2 separate regions of the Triticum aestivum genome follow, and region 2 is linked to region 1. A link is a contact called in public Hi-C data. All regions are on one chromosome and are shown on one strand. Each heading gives the region's core, a stretch centred on a gene start, on an enhancer-like site or on the middle of the called end of the contact. The rest is flanking DNA. Distances are from core to core; before and after follow the strand shown. Region 1 holds the start of LOC123168027 (palmitoyl-acyl carrier protein thioesterase, chloroplastic). Region 2 holds the start of LOC123168484 (chitinase 2).

Region 1 (4,859 bases), core at 914-3,413:
TTTGGGAAATTTTCGGTGGTCTTGGTCTTCAATGGCAGCATACTCAGAAAAGAACGGCACTATTTCAGCCCGTACTTCATCTGGAATTCTTGCAAGCTTTCTGGTAAGCTTGTTCATCATAACCCATTTACTGCAAATTTAACGAAAATTAGAATGCATAGATGACAGACTCTGAATATGTGGGGCAGAAGAAAAACAAATCTAATCCACGCAGCATTAGCTAATACTGAAAGGATATGTGATTGATGCTATCTCTGAGTGACCAAAATTTGAACCTTGTAGCCTTCAGTACTGTATGGCCCGTCACAGAATCACGTATATGCCAGTCTCGACGCATCCCGTTTTTACCATGAGCGCCAACCCAAGTATTCACCTCAACAGTGTCACCCCTGCAATGAAAACCAAATGAATTAAAACAATAAAAAAGCAACTCCTTATGGCGACATACAACTTTCAGCTAACAAAATTAAACGTTTTTGACATCTGCCAATAAATGTAACACATGACACTAAGAGATTCAAAGAAGGCCTCTCTGCATCAAATACTGAAAGTCTGCTGCCTGCACACACCATGACAGGTGGGAATTGCTGACCTAATAATTATGACATAAAGCAGACGCTATTATGGAGCATCACTTTCACATTCATTTGTTAAACAACTCGAAAACTCCCCTTAACCGCACTGATTGTTCCAAAGATTATTGTAAAACCTATTCAAGCTCAAATTATATAAGAGAACAAAAGGAAAAGGGAAATGCTAGTGTGTGAGATATACCAGCATGGATAACGCTCGACGATGGCCTGCATTTGGCTGACAACCCAGAACAAGTTCCGTTTACTCATCTCCGGGGTTGAGCCAAAACCGTCTCCTAGAAGCCCAACGACCTTCACATGATTGAGTGCAGTTTCCTGCATCACACCCAAAAATAGAAAAATATGTCAGTGCCCAATAACCAGATAGAGCAGTCTTGTTACGCCTCGAAACCGCGGCAAGAAACTCACCTGCAGATGGTTCATGAGCGTCTCAATGGACGCCGTCCTGTCGGCCCCAATCTCGTAGGACCTGATGGAGAAGTTCTGCCTGAACATGACGCCGTCGTGTACAATCGTGCCGAAACCCAGCGTGTCGACGAGCATGTCGGGCCGCTTGGGCTTCCAGTCGAGCAGCGTCCACTGCTTCTCGGCGGCCAGGAAGATGGTGGTGATGGCCGCGAGGAGCATGCTCCAGTCGGGCAGCTGGTTGTAGAACGTCCTCGGCTGCGCGGCCGAGGGCATGGCATCGTGCTCCGCGTCCGCCAGCGCCGACTTGCCGCCGCCGCCGTTCACCTTGGGGACGGCCGCGTGGGCGCGCGTCCTGCCGGCCCTCACGGCGGAGGACGACGAGGCCTGCTTCGCGGCCATGCCGCGGACGTCCAGGCTGTCCGGGCGCTCGCCGAGGGCGCTCTTGGGCGGCGGCGGTGCCGGCGGCCCCGGGAAGAAGGCCGCGGCCGCGATGGACCCGGCCATGGGAAGCACGGCTAGAAAGCGCGCGCCAAATCAAATGGCCCGCGAACCGGCGATCTCAGCCTGAATTTCAAACAAGAAAAACATCAGCAACGGTAAAAAAAAGACAGCTAAGAAATAGCATAAGCGCAGTGCAGAGGCGCCATGGAAGCTAACTACTGGCAACAACAGCAGCATACGGGCAGGAACCGAGGGTGAAGGCGAACCGCGCAGTAACGGCAACCAGAGCAAAAGAGAAGAAGATTCAGGCCAGGAAAAAAGAGGCGCCAAACGGAACACCCGAACCCCTCCTAAGCTCGAGATCCGGCGAGGGCAGCAGAGATCCTAACCCCCCGCGAATCCGCGGCTGCCGGGTCCGGAACAGCCAAGCAGCGCCCAGAAAAGAGGCGGCGCCGGACCGACAGCCTCGCCGCATGTTGCTCCCGGGCGTATCCGACCAAGAACCGCCCTCCCCAATGAACGAGTGCGGTGGGGGCGAGGAGACCTACCTTTTCGGGGGTAGGAGGAGACGACGACGGAGGCGGCGGGTCTCGGCCGCGGGCGCCGAGGGGAGAGGAGGCGGGCGGGGCGGTGGTTTGTATTCTGGCGGCTTGGGTCGCGCTGTGTCGGGGCGGGGCCGGGTGCCTCTGTTTTCTCCTCTGTCACAGGGGTAGGGTGTGCTCTGCCACCGCGGACTTTAAAAGGAGACCAGCTTTGTAGGGGGGGTGACGGTTCTGCCCCTGGACTCCCTGGAGTCTGGAGGGCGGACGGACGGATAGGATGGAGTACGAAACAGGAGATGTTGATGTGATCCTACCTGTCCACTCCTCGAGTAATGAACGCTGTGGTGGCTGGTGCTGTGGGCACCGGCACGGGCACGGGAGAGAAACGTGGGAAATTGGGAAATATAGTAAGATCAAGCGGATAGCATGCATGTGGCGCGACCAAGGCCGTGGGATTAAATATTGTTCAGAAACATGTCAAAAAAAATGTATTCATAAAGCATTCTAAAGTCTCTTTTGGATCAAAGGAAAAGTAAAGAAACGCATAAGAATAGGGGGAAAAATACTACGATGGGACTATTCAAGCCTCTGGTTCAAAGAAATGTAGCAAAGTAAAAGTGAAGAAAAAATTTATGTGGTCTCGGATTCAGAGGAAAAACGCAGGAATTTTATAATCCATCGGGACCTCTCTTTCAAAATTCTACACACGAAGAATAAGACTGAGATTCGTAGTGGCACAATAACATGCTAATTATACATTTTCATGTGGTTTGATATGATTTCACTGATTATTAGGATTTCCGCGAACCAAACGCACAAGCCTGCAAAATTTCTACGTTTTCCAACCCTCTGCTTTACATATGCATCAATATCCAATTCTTGTGTTTTTTTTCTTTTCCTGCGTTCTTAGAATCTGTGATCCAAATGACGCATAATGTCGTGCAGCGAACCATGCATAGCTCGGATGACTAAGTTCCTTATGGTGGAATCTGTTCACCCAGGTTCAAGTCCTAAATTTGGCACGGGTGGTGGCATTTTTCTACATTTATTTCAAACTTCAAGGCGTGTCCTGTTGGAAAAAATATTAGAAAACAAAAAAAAATCACTCTACGAACACCCAGGAACAATATGAATATGCATAAACGGTTTGGATCACAATCGTTATCGACTCCGAGTAGCAACGGAAGTAGACGAGTCGGTGTAGATTGTACTTGGAGTCCCTCGAACCGTAGATGAGATCCTGCAAACTGCCCACGAACGATCCCTCGGACGAAAGACCGAAAGCACGGCCTCTCTACTTGGTTGCAAGCGTACGGTCTTCACGATCCGGCAGCGCTTCGCTGTGCAGAGCTAATCGTCGTCGGAGAATTAGAGGGAGAAGATTAGAATCACACCGAACTTCTAATTATGAGGATTAGAGGACCTAAGCTAGGCTCTAATTGATGAACTAGGACCAACTACAACTAGAACTAGAGAACTAGAGGAGGCTCCAAAACTTGTGTATCTAATAGTGTCAAAACCTCTAGTATATATAGGTTTTTTTAGATTATAGTATATATAGGTTTGAGGGAGAGGGAGGACGCCACACAAGGAGGGAAAGAGCCCCTCCTTGCGCGCCGGTCTAGGGCTCCTTCCCTAGTCCAATTCAGCCTCCCCACTTGGAAAAAGTGGGTGCCTCCACTACACGGGCCTATGTGGGCCAATTCTACTTCCATCACTTGGCCTTTTAAGGCCACTTGACCATGAGGAATTATTTGCTGCTAGTGCATTTAGTGAAAATCCAGAGGGAAATCGTTCTATTTGACGTTCTATTTGGAATGCGTCCGTACCACAAAAGATTAAATTATAGCCTGTAAAGCGGTGTCGGGGGCCTTAGCAACGAACCAGTGTAAATCTTATAGGCACCTGCCAACACGTTCTTCTTGTTCTTTGTGTGATAGGGAGATGTAGGGTCATTTCTTGCCCTTGCTACTTGCGGATATGCATTGCGTGTGTTGGATATTATGTGGGAGGTCTGGACACTGCCCGCTCGTTCCGCCCTCGTGGCTACAGGGCATGAGTGGATGCTCACGCTCCTCTCTCGGTGCAATGAGTCAGTTCGCACCATCATGCTTATATGGCGCATATGGTGCTTATGCACGGATTTGGTACATGGTAAGGATATTCCGTCATCGGAAGTATCTGCTGACTTTCTACAGAGTTATTGGATGTCGCTTCAGCTGTTTAGGAAATATACTACAGAAAAAAATATTAAAGGAAAGATGACCAGAGATGATTTACTACCAACACCGGCGATGAACGCCTCATCACCTTCCCTGCCATGCCCTCATCCTCCTGCTGGTCACGTGGCTCTTTCAGTAGATGGTGCTTTTTCTGCCGCTCATGGCAAGGCTGCCGCTGGTATGATCCTCGGAAGACAGGATGGGAGTATAATTTTTGCGGCATACCGGTTCTTATTCAATTGTAATGATGCTTTGGAGGCTGGGGTCCATGCACTGATGCAAGGCATGGCGCTACCAAGTTACATTCAGAAGATCCGGCCATCGTGCAGTCTGATTCCTCGCCAGCACTTACATCCCTGATGACCGACAACGTGGATCGTCCAGTTTATGGTCATCCAGCTGCTGAAATTACAATTTTGATGGAAGATTGGGAGTCATTCCCCTGAAATTTTGCCATGAGCAAAATAGGGTAATAGATCGTTTGGCTGCTTATAATCGCACCGAGTGTAACATTGTTGTATGGCTGCATCATTGTCCTCCTTGACTGTAATCCTATCATTATGGAATACAACTCCTTTTTACCCCCACCAAAAAAAGTACAATCATCGCAAAAAAGAAAAACACGTAGTACAAGATGCAGGTGTTCTCTGCGG
Region 2 (4,350 bases), core at 641-3,140, 170 kb before region 1:
CTTGTACGCAGGGTCAATACCGTATGTTTGTGTAAGGTGGAATTCTACGCGTACAAGTGGTCTAACAAAAATAATTTGCTGGGAAGTGGCCTAACAAATTAATGTCGGAGAAATGTGCCGACAACCCACGAGGTAAACGGAAATTCGCGCTTGGTGGTCTCGTCCATTGTAATCTAGTCTGAAGTTTCCGCATCAGAACGGATATCATCTGTGTGATGTCGTAGTCGCCTCGGTATACTGTATTCAACTTCGGTGCATGGAAATCTCTGCAGTGTTAAGCCTCAGGCTCCGAAGCAGAGCCGCTGCCATGAGAGCTTGAGTAGCATTTTTTAAATACATGGTCAAATTATTTCTTGCACATTTTATTTTTTCATATACATGACAAACATTTTCACTATATAAGTTTAACATTTTTCAAATGCGTGTTTAACATTTTTCAATTCTGTATGTAAAATGGTTTTATTGTACATATAACTAGAATATTATGAAATATAAGCAAAATACAAAAAGGAAAACACAAGGAAAGAAAGAAAATAAAACGCCGGATGCCCGTGGTCCCCTATGGGCCGGCCCATTATGGGCACTGGTTGACGCGAGCGCTCGCTTCATCTCGCGTGAAGCAAGACATATCAGTGGGTGGTTCCTTCTTCTCAAAAAAAAAATCAGGGGGCGGTTCCTTTATGGCGCGTAGGTCGCTGGGAAGCGCCCTGGCACATAACCCCCCCCCCCCCCACCCCCACGCCACATTGCAAATACCGCGCAAATGCGCACCTCAGGGAATGCAACGATGCAATCTGGATCGGCCGATTTAGTGGCTTTTCTCTCTTACCAGTTTTGAGAAGGTTCTAGAATTGTTGATGAACTGGTTTTTTCAAAAAAAAAAAATCTTGGTTTTCCTTTTTTTATTTACCTAATAAAATCAAATCCACAAACACTTTCTCAAACTCGTGAACTTTTTTGAAACTCATAAATAGTTTTAAAATTTGTGAACCTTTTGCGTTAACTTTTATGATGAAAATCTGAAACAATTTTAAATTTTTTCCAAATTGATGATTTTTGTTAAAATCCGTGTACTTTTTTCCATTTCATGAACAATTTTTAAATCTGCCAAAAAAAATTCAAATCCATAAAGTTTTTGAAATTCATGTACTTTGTAGAAATTAGGAACATTTTTAATTTTCCTGATTTATTCATTTCCTTGAAATTTGGGGAGCATTATATAAATTCGTAAAAAAATTGTATTATGTTTGGGCCTAGGGCCCTCGCTCGTACCACCTAGGATCCACGCGATACGTGAGTGAGATGGTTTAAGAGGTCACACTGCAATACTCCATGCTAAAATTTGTTGACGTCACACTCAGTGATAGTACCATGCATGTGCCTTCATTATGGTAACTGGAAAAAACTTTGACATCCTGTACGCAGGGTCAATACCGTATGCTAGTGTAAGGTGGAATTCTACGCGTAAGAGTGGCCTAACAAAAAAAAATGTTGGAAAGTGGCCTAACAAATTAATGCCCGGGCGAAGAGAATGTGCCGACAACCCACGTGGGAAACGGAAATTCGCGCTTGGCGATCTCGTCCAGTGTAATCTAGTCTGAAATTTCCACATCTGAACGGATATGTGATGTCGTAGTCGCCTCGGTGTACTGTCATCAACTTCGGAGCATGGAAATCTCTCGAGCGTTAAGCCACAGGCACAGAACCGCTGCCATGAGAGCTAAACGTGTGATGTTCCCGCGCGTCGCCCGCGAAGATCCGTCAAAACAACGACACTTCTCACGGATGCGGAAACTAGCAGCACGCCATTGTTGACTCGCTCCGGACGTACGTGGCATGCAAGCGGCCACACGCGAGTCAGCGCACAGCCGCTATAAATTCGGAGAATGCCTGAGCATGCATGCCATTCCATCCACTGAGCTAGATTTCATTCGATCCGTTGAGCTAGCCATGACGAACGGGTACCTCTTCCGGGAGTACATCGGCGCGCAGTTCACCGGCGTCCGGTTCTCCGACGTGCCCGTCAACACCGGCGTCAGCTTCCACTTCATCCTCGCCTTCGCCATCGACTACCTGGCGAGCCAGCAGTCCAAGCCCACGCCGACCAACGGCGTCTTCAAGCCGTTCTGGGACACGGGCAACCTCACCCCCGCCGCCATGGCCGCCGCCAAGGCGGCCCACCCTAACCTGAGCACCATGGTCAGCCTCGGCGGCGACACCGTCCAGAACACCGGCGTCAACGCCACCTACGCCCCGACCTCCGTCGACTCGTGGGTGGCCAACGCCGTCTCCTCCCTCTCCGCCATGATCAACCAGTACGGGCTGGACGGCGTGGACGTGGACTACGAGCACTTCGGCACCGACGTCGACACGTTCGTGGAGGGCATCGGCCGCCTGCTCACCCAGCTCAAGGCCCGCTTCCCCAACATCCGCACCTCCATCGCGCCCTACGAGCTCCCCGTCAACCAGAAGTACTACCAGGCTCTGTGGAGGAAGTACTCCGGCGTCATCGACTACGTCAACTTCCAGTTCTACGGCTACGGCGCCAACACCATCGTCCAGTACTACGTGCAGTTCTACGACGAGCAGGCGCGCAACTACCCCGGCTCCGGCGGCACCAAGTTGCTCGCCAGCTTCAAGACCGGCGACGTCACCGGCCTGCTCTCGCCGGATCAAGGCATCAGCGGGGCCAAGGAGCTCCAGCGGCAGGGCAAGCTGCCGGGGATCTTCATCTTTTCGGCGGATAGCTCTAAGATGAGCCCCTACGGGTTTAAGTATGAGACCCAGGCGCAGCAGATCGTCGCCAACCACTAAGTGGTGGATTCTATCCATGTCTGCGGCGCACAAATAAGACAAGTTTGCTGCATACAGCATATATACGTACGAAGCCATGTATCCCGGATATGTACGGGGACTAAATAAATATCGTGTACGTACTCAATCTTGAATAAGCGGTATTACCATGCAAAAAAAAGAGCTTGAATAAGCGGCACCCTACTTTGGTTTGCTCTGCATGATGTGTCTTTCGTGTGAGTGTGAAGCATGGATGTATGTATGGGACCGCCAATACATCATACGCCTAATTTTTTTTTCTTGTGGCAGTGAGTAAATAGCATAAAACTACCACTTTTCGTTCTATGGTTCTAAAAAACTACCACAAATTTGTTTGTGACTGATAACTACCAGAATCGGCGTCGGCTGTTTCAAAAAACCCAAAACATCCGTGGCTAAGGAATTAAACCGGTTTATGACAGGTCGGGCCCGCACCTAAACGAACCGTTTGTTTGACCGCTAACTTACATGTGGGTCCTACACGTAAGTTTTGTAAAAAAAGCAATCGGTCCCTATAAGTTTTCTGAAAAAGCAATCAGGTTCCTGTGAGTTTTCTGAAAAAGCAATCGGGTCCCCGAGGCAAGGCAACGCTGTCTCCTTCGGTCGGCAAGCCGCGCCGGAGCTCGAGGAGCTCGCCGGCCAACAGCAGCGCCGTCCCCGCTGCTCTGCTGTACGCGCCGGAGCTCGAGGAGCTCGCCGGCCAACAACAGCGCCGTCCCCGCTGCTTTGCTGTACGCGGCGGAGCTCGCCGGCCAACAGCCCCGCCGAAGGAGCTCGCCGGCCAGCAGCCCCGCCGTGAGGATCTCGCCGGGAGCAGTCGTGGCGTCGCCGCGGAGCTCCCTTCCGTCGCCCCGCCGTCGTCCAATGCGTGCGGGGTGGCCGCCGTCGTGAAGGGGCGCGCCGGGGAGAAGCTCGTCGGCGACGAGGCTTGCCGGATCTCGCCGCCTCAAGGCCGCCGAGGCACGGCGTGGAGGTGGCGCAGGAGAGGCATGGCGAGGCGGCGGCCACGGGCGAGGCACGTCGGGGCGGCGGCTGCAGGCAAGGCACGGCGGGGCGGCGGGACCCGACCGCTGCGGCACCCGTCGCCGGCAGCCCCTGCCTTCATGCCCTCTGGAGGTGAGCTCGCCGGTGGTGGCGTGGCAGCCGCTAGGTGGAGGTGGAGCTCCAGTGGGGTGGGAAAGGAGGCGAGGTGGACGGCGGCTGGGAGCTCGCTGGAGGGACCCGATTGCTTTTCATTTTTTTGGCAGGGACCTGATTGATTTTAGGTCACAGATTTGTTGGACAATAAATGCTTACCCATGTAGGTCTATCGATTGTGTTGTCTAGAACCTTAATTTGGACAACACACATTACACTTACCATGGATAATCAACTTAGTAATCAAGTAATCTCAGAAAATATATCATCATTAGGATTAGGCACAAACGAATCTCACCAATCTCTAAATTTCCACGCATGCGGGAATTACTCGCCTATTTGAAATGGATAACAACCAACACAAAGTTCATATGAAAGGAT

What was found. A called contact is a pair of places that touch in the nucleus more often than the background predicts.
Region 2: a Hi-C map of leaf shows a contact between it and region 1, with 3 times the contacts expected there. The contact joins the promoter of LOC123168484 here to the promoter of LOC123168027 in region 1. A contact is called at or near these places in 3 of 5 Hi-C or Micro-C datasets (leaf and root).

Annotation. Positions count from the first base shown.
Region 1 is chr7D:453,885,648-453,890,506 of IWGSC CS RefSeq v2.1, reverse strand. LOC123168027 (palmitoyl-acyl carrier protein thioesterase, chloroplastic) reads right to left here and starts at 2,163. Exons shown (of 7, transcript XM_044585890.1): 1 at 1,991-2,163; 2 at 1,002-1,565; 3 at 775-908; 4 at 276-389; 5 at 1-130. The coding sequence starts at 1,505.
Region 2 is chr7D:454,059,227-454,063,576 of IWGSC CS RefSeq v2.1, reverse strand. It overlaps LOC123168484 (chitinase 2), which reads left to right and starts at 1,890. Exons shown (of 1, transcript XM_044586372.1): 1 at 1,890-3,014. The coding sequence starts at 1,897. The coding sequence ends at 2,814.